2 separate regions of the Salvelinus alpinus genome follow, and region 1 is linked to region 2. Evidence: chromatin contacts called from public Hi-C data. All regions are on one chromosome and are shown on one strand. The core of a region is the stretch at or near the end of the contact, and the rest is flanking DNA. Distances in the headings are between cores, read along the strand shown. Region 1 holds the start of tma7 (translation machinery associated 7 homolog). Region 2 holds the start of LOC139536335 (SWI/SNF-related matrix-associated actin-dependent regulator of chromatin subfamily D member 1-like).

What was found. Hi-C and Micro-C count contacts between places; a contact is called where the count stands out from the background.
Region 1: a contact with region 2 is called in a Hi-C map of muscle, with 3 times the contacts expected there. The contact joins the promoter of tma7 here to the promoter of LOC139536335 in region 2. A contact is called at or near these places in 2 of 3 Hi-C or Micro-C datasets (muscle and red muscle).

The regions. Positions count from the first base shown.
Region 1 is chr12:52,557,332-52,560,939 of SLU_Salpinus.1, reverse strand. tma7 (translation machinery associated 7 homolog) reads left to right here and starts at 1,305. Exons shown (of 4, transcript XM_071336801.1): 1 at 1,305-1,480; 2 at 1,967-2,022; 3 at 2,185-2,272; 4 at 2,709-3,382. The coding sequence starts at 1,465. The coding sequence ends at 2,743.
Region 2 is chr12:52,393,341-52,397,123 of SLU_Salpinus.1, reverse strand. LOC139536335 (SWI/SNF-related matrix-associated actin-dependent regulator of chromatin subfamily D member 1-like) reads right to left here and starts at 1,642. Exons shown (of 12, transcript XM_071336791.1): 1 at 1,356-1,642. The coding sequence starts at 1,541.

The sequences.
Region 1 (3,608 bases), core at 56-2,555, 160 kb before region 2:
CATTCAGTTTTTCGTTGACCAAATTCGTCACTCTCTCATCGACCTCCGTTTGAAAACCCCATGCTTGGTGAGCGAAACAAGCGAAAATAGCCACCTGCTGGAGGGAGACAGATTTTCCATCGAGTTGGGCCTCTTCCTCTCTGATGTAAAGCATGCAGGAAGAGACCAGATCAGGTGGGACCATTCTAGTCAATGAGAGAGTAAACAAGCATGCGAACAACAGGCCAAAGAGATAGATATAGCTAGGACTCATCCTTGTATCTGTGCCATTATAGTGTCTATGACAGCATGGGCAGCGTCATTGAGGATATCTCCATTTTAAAGCAGTCCATTTTATTTTTCTTCATTGGCAGATTGCTCCCAACTCAGGAATCCCCACCCAGTTAACTCCTTTAAAATGGTGGAAGCCCTCATTGGCAATGTCCACGCTATAACAGGTTATATCCATGATGAGTGGCGCAGTGGTCTAAGACACTGCATCTCAGTGCAAGAGATGTCACTACAGTCCCTGTTTCGAATCCAGGCTGTATCACATCTGGCTGTGATTGGGAGTTCCATAGGTGGGCACACAATTGGCTGGGGTAGGCAGTCATTGTAAATAAGAATTTGTTATTAACTGACTTGCCTAGTTAAATAAAAAATAAAAAAATTGTTCTCTATAGTAACAGTCATAATGCTGAAATAAAGAGCATGTTGGTAAATTCAATCTGGAGTGCCAGAGTGTGCTCTGGGGTTCATAAATTCAGAGCATTGTCAGTTTGTAAATTCAGAGCGCTTCGCTCTTGGAGCGTTCAGAGTGCACACTGGACGCTCTGGCCAGGTCGCAGTTGTAAATGAGAACTTGTTCTCAACTAGCCTACCTGATGAAATAAAATAAAGAAAGAAAGAAAAGGGTTGATGCAACACAGCTACTCCTTCAAGACTGTTGGAAAAGCATTCCAGGTGAAGCTGGTTGAGAGAATGCCAAGAGTGTCACGTCATCAAGGCAAAGGGTGGCTACTTTGAAGAATCTCAAATATAAAATATATTTAGATTTGTATGACACTTTTTTGGTTACATGATTCCATATGTGTTATTTCATAGTTTTGATGTCTTCACTATTATTCTACAATGTAGAAAATAGTAAAAACAAAGAAAACCCTGGAATGAGTAGGTATGATCAAACCTTTGACTGGTACTGTATATTGTTTTTTCGTTGTTTGTGTGGATTTTTGTTCATTATATTTTCCCGATAATGGAATTACTTTTCTTTAGTGAAGTTTTTCACCCCCGTCCAGTTGGTGGCGATAAAACACCTTTTACGTGTAGTTCGTCAATAAACCAGAAGAAGAAGAAGCTTATTTTCCTGGACAGATTTTTGGCGGAGTAGAATTTCTCGCTTAGCCTCTTCCTCTCTGTTAGAAAGCAACTGCGAACAAGCTAGCTCAGTTGTTTTATTTAGATTTTATTGAAACACTCGCAAATATGTCCGGAAGAGAAGGTGAGATTCACATTTACATATTTGACATACACCTCGATATTTATTTTAAGGTGAAAAGTAATAATGATGCTATTATATAGAAAGTTGGTTAGCTACGACTGTCCAGTCTAGCTCGCTAGCAACCCATGCAATGTAATGTATGTATCTAGCTAGCTGGAATAGCTGGCAAGCCTTGCTACTAATGTAGGCTAGAAAGCAGATTTTTTAAAAATTATTATTTTTACTGTGAATGCATTTGTATGTACCATATATGCCCATACATTGCTGATTGCTCAAACCATCTTACTAACTGCTCCTAGGTAATACATATATCAAAGTTATTCTAGATGGTTAGCTGTGTAATGTGTGAAACTGTCCCGCATGTCATGATCAGTTTAGCTAGCTAGCTTCCTACCTTCTGAAGGCTTCTTCTGTGTGTGACGCGCTTATGCGGTATTCGTTCATTCACGATATATTGATTGAATGGGATATGTTCTTGTCTTATAGGTGGTAAAAAGAAGCCCTTAAAATCTGCCAAAAAAGCGACTAAGGAGATGGATGATGTGAGTTTGTCATTGTTTGCACGATGTTATATGTAGCCTGTATCATGTAATATAAACTTCTAATGAGGGAACACTCAGTGTTTTTCTAAATGTTGGAGTTCAAATGTAGCTTAGTGTATTTCCATTGTAATCCTGATCACATTTGCTTTATGTCAAATCCAGGATGAAATGGCCTTCAAACAGAAGCAGAAAGAAGACCAGAAAGCCTTGGATGCATTGAAGACGAAAGCAGCAGGAAAGGGACCATTAAGTAACAATCATTTATTTGTTTTTGTTGACGATCAGAATCTAATCAGGATTCCTATGATTTACTGAACAGCCCAAAGTAATCAAAAGGTGGACTTTCAATTCGACCCAAATCTACCCAACAACCCATTGACTCCACAAATGCAGAGTATTATTTTCCCTTGCCAATGTTTGTAACTGTTTTATACTGCAGCGGATAACGCCCATTAGCCCAAAGAGAAAAAAAAGCATTGCAAGTCAACACTGAGCTGAGGAGAATATGTCTAGTGATTCTGATGTCACTAGGTGGCAGTGTTGTCTTTCTGGGTTTTCTTGCCTTGTCATTCAATGTACTCTGCTTGCCACAGCTGTTTTAGTAGTCCCTCTGTCTACTTGAGTTTTCTAGAGAAAGTTAAGCATATTTTTCATGGTTTTCTCATTCTCTTGATTTTCCTTTTCAGCTGGTGGAGGAATCAAGAAGTCTGGAAAGAAGTGATTATACATTTGAAAACCATGTACTCATTTGTTGCTGAATCGCAGCCCCCTGTCAAATCCAACCCCTGCTACCCCCCCCCCCCTTTATTTTGTCCCGTTTGAGTCCATTGTAGAAAGAGGAAAAACATGTAATGACCTTTTTTGAATGTGTTCTTGTCAAGAAAGTTTTGAAATAAACTATTGTAACTACTGCAGTATTTTCACTCAATCTATATTGAGATTCTGTCAAGAAACACATCAGTATTAGATCAGTAGCTACACTAGACATACATACAGTACTAATATGACTAGTATTGTGGTAAGTTCAATGTAACTTTTCCCAAGCTTGACCATCTGCATCTTCAGCACCAGTTTCTATAAATTCAGCTTCTCTGGTTGGATAAGGCTTCTTCTCCTGCTCCATCACCTCTTCACTCACTTCCTCTGTCCATGTACAGGGTTCTATTTCCCAGTCCGCAAACCTGAAAATGAGAATCTTATCTACAATTTTTTTGGTGCATTTTTCTACATAGTTTTTTGTGTGTGGAGTGATATTTGTGAAGATGTTGCTGTTTTGTTCTGTGTTTAATACCTCGTTTTGACCATTTTCTTTAAGAGGAAAGTTTGGGAGATTCAGAATAAAGATGCTGCTTACTCTGTTCTGTTGGTGTTGATCTTTTCAGCTCTACCTCCACAGGGTAATGGTCGCTCACCTTCAGGGCCTAATAAAGCATAGTAGTTAGATGTTGACACATGAGCCAGAGGGCTCAACTTTGACATGTACTGTATTTCTATGTACAGGTTGTCAAAATGTAGGCTACTAACATTTCATCTAGTGCATTTGGAAAGTATTCAGAGCCATTGATTTTTTCCCCCCACATTTTGTT
Region 2 (3,783 bases), core at 393-2,892:
CCATCTTCTTCTACTGCTGGACAGCGGCCTTCCTCTCACTACCATATTTGGTAGTGAGTGGAAACGCCAAGTGGATGCTTCACATTTATACATCTCATCTGTGGTAGAGATGCACACACCACCTTTCATTCAATCATCTGCAGATGTTGCCAGAATATACAGACCCTACAGTTACGCTTGTTTACACTGAGCTGCACTGGGGTCAGAACGCAAACAGGGTTACATTAAGACACAGTGGTGAGCGGCTTAAGATATGGGTTCAAAAACTTCCCTCAATGCTTAACTGGCTAAAGTTGGCTAGCTTGCTAGTTACTTCCAGACACAATTGAAGGAACACCTCACTGACCATTTTACTTGCCCTACAAGAGCTGGTTAGGCTGTTTTCATGTTATCTAGTTAGTGACTGTGTTGCTGGCAACCATTTTAATTGTTTTTCTGCTGACATCATCAAATTCAACAGGTTTTTGAATTCAAATAAAAAATCTAATTTTATTTGTCAAATGCGCTGAATACAACAGGTAGACTTTACTGTGAAATGCCTACTTACAAGCCCTTAATAACCAACAACGCAGTTAAGAAAAATAAGTTAAGAAAATATTTACTAAATAAATGAATATTTAAAAAAAAGTAACAATACAATAACGACTATATATATATATATATATTTACAAAATCATTATTGGGGTACCGGTACTGAGTCAATGTGCTGGGGTACAGGTTAGACAAGGTAATTTAGGTAATATGTACATGTAGGTAGGGTTATTCATCAGTTATTCTGTGATCTGGCACACTCAGACAAGAGTGCCCTGAAATCAGAGTAGATAGCCAGGGTGAGTTTACTAACACATTCCTAATGTAACCATGATTGCGTCCTGACCCCAGTGCAACTTTGTGTAAACGGAAGTAACGGTAGGTTCTGTATCTTCTGGCAACCGCGGATTTAAAACCAGACAAATCAAATCAAATTTTACTTAGTTAGCTACCCAGATAGCTTTTGGCTAACACACGCCAAACTACTAGCAAATGGGCTAGTTAGTTAGACAGTTAACGAGCTAGTTTAGCTAACGTATTAGTTTTAACCGCCACTTGGGGACAGACTTAGCTCATAGCTAGCGCGGTAGGTGGTGGTCATCTACAAAGTGTAGTTAGCTACAGTAGCTAACTACCTAGTTGTGCATAAACATAACATTGTGAATAGCCACAAAACAATAAATCAAGGATGGTAATCAGGGGCCTTTACGAGTAACGTCACCGTACCCCGTCGTTAACTACATATCATTAGTACAGTATAGGCTAACTACCGCTTTGAAAACGGCTTTGTTCTAGCTAACGTTAGCCGTTGAATCGTGGCTCACCGGGTATCCAGGCCCAGGCATCGGAGATCGGTAAAGGTGGTTCTGTGCGCCCGATGAGAGTCCCATCCTTCCACCAGGAGTTCCAGGTCCCATGCCTGGTCCTCCACCTTGCACCTGGGGTCCGGGTCCCATTCCCCCGCCACCACCTCCCGTTGGAGCCGATTGAAAACTACCTCTGGCCGCCATCTCCCCTGGATGTCTCCGCCACCGGATAGTGGAACGGAACTATCGCGACTCGCGAGAGTAGTCTAGTTGATGTAGCGGAGCGTTTCTTTTTAACACAGCGACCTCTGCTGTTTAATTTCCATACAACCAGCCCGTATTGAGGTAAACATGTTACAATCTACAGCAGCCTATGAAAGCAGTTTCAAAATAAAAACAACCAAATATGCAGCTCCCAAAAATGTTGGTGATTTGCAAGCTCACCGGCAATGGGGCAACAATTACTAGTATAGGCCTACTGGTCTTTTGATGTGAAATAATTGCTTGACATTGATAATTTACTTATTAAGCTTGCATTTGGAATTTGTTGTTAAAAAAATCAAATATTACTGTGACGAAGTCGCACCATAGGCGGCTCTTTAATTCCGCTCTCTAAACTCCCGCCAGTGGAGAGTGCTTTTTTTTCCTCTTGTTGAAATGTTTGCAGTTGCTTCAGACGTTTAAATGCATATGTGGTAAATCTATATTCCATCTAATACCACAGTAATTGCTAGAGTTTCGTCATTCCATTCCCGTACCGTTTATTGTAACACGTAGACATTTCTGTTTGAAGTTGTATAGGCCTACAATACAGTTTCATTTTATAGCCATGTCTCTCATTTTTTTTGCTGTGCGTAATAGGAGCGCTCGCGGGCGCACAGAACCAGCTTTGGAGTCAGAATAACGTTGAATGATTGTTGCATGAATGCGTGGCGTTGACATATCATTAATAATCATGCAGTCTGATTAAGACGAATGTACCAATGGATGTGGAAATAGCATTTTACATTGTAGAACCAGTTTATTGGTTATAATTGACAATTGGTATGGTCCTGGGAGCCAAGTGCTTATTTGGTGTTTGAGCTCCTCTTAGACAGATTCGATTTCTCAGGTAGGACAGGAGGCTATTTCTTTTGAGATTTTGCGCATATTTATTTGGTAAATGTACTTGTATATTTTGTACGATATTGGATCACCAAGAGCTGTAAATACATCTACATTCGAAGGACGTCAACCTGCCTTGCCTTCAGCTGATTTGATGCTGACTTCCTATTTTACCTTTATTTAACTAGGCAAGCCAGTTAAGAACAAATTCTTATTTACAATGACAGCCTAGGAACAGTGTTCAGGGGCAGAATGACAGATGTTAACCTTGTCAGCTCGGTGATTCAATCTAGCAACCTTTCGGTTACTGGACCAACGCTCTAACCACTAGGCTTCCTGCCGCCCCAATTACATAGGCTAATAAAAATATGTTGTAGACAAAATAACCAAAAGAGCTGTCTGGTATCCTCAATAAATAGACAAAGATTTGTAGTTGAACAAGTCGTTGCATGTATAGATATGTTGTTTTGCTTGACTTGAAACTTGACTTAAAAACGTGTGACTCGACTTGACTTGATCTTAGAATGCACGACTTGGACTTTACTCCAGTCTTGACCCGTTCTACTTGGGACTCGACTTGAGACTTGTTTGTGACTCGAATAATAGTGACTTGGTCCCATCTCTGATGTTTACTGTATTAAGAGGGTAAACAATAGCCTGTTTAACTTGTAAATAAATAATGGAAGAAAGGGAGGGAAAAAAACACTCACTGAAATATTTGTTAAGTTTTGTTCTGTCTTCAGCTGCCAAAAAATAAGATTAAAAGTTAAAGAATATTTCAGGGACTGTGGACTTTTCCTTTCATCCAGTAAATATCAACCCAACATGTAAACCCAACATGTAAAATGTTGGTCCCTTGTTTCATGAGCTGAAATAAAAGATCCCAGAAATGTTACGCACAAAAAGCTTATTTCTCTCAAATGTTGTGCACAAATGTGTTTACATCCCTGTTAGTAAGCATTTCTCCTTTGCCAAGATACTCCATCCACCTGACAGGTGTGGCAAATCAAGCTGATTAAACAGATTAAACAGCATGATCATTACACAGGTACACCTTGTGCTGGGGGCAATAAAAGGCCACTTTAAAATGTGCAGTTTTGTCACACAACACAATGCCACAGATGTCTTATGTTTTGAAGGAGCGTTCAATTGATTTACTAATGGCAGGAATGTCCACTAGAGCTGTTGGTTAGATTACTAGGTTAGATTACTTGTTAGGTTAGATTACTTGTTGGTTATTACTGCATTGTCGGAACTAGAAGCACAAGCATTTCGCTACACTCGCATTAACATCTGCTAACCATGTGTATGTGACAAATAAAATTTGATTTGATTTGTTGCC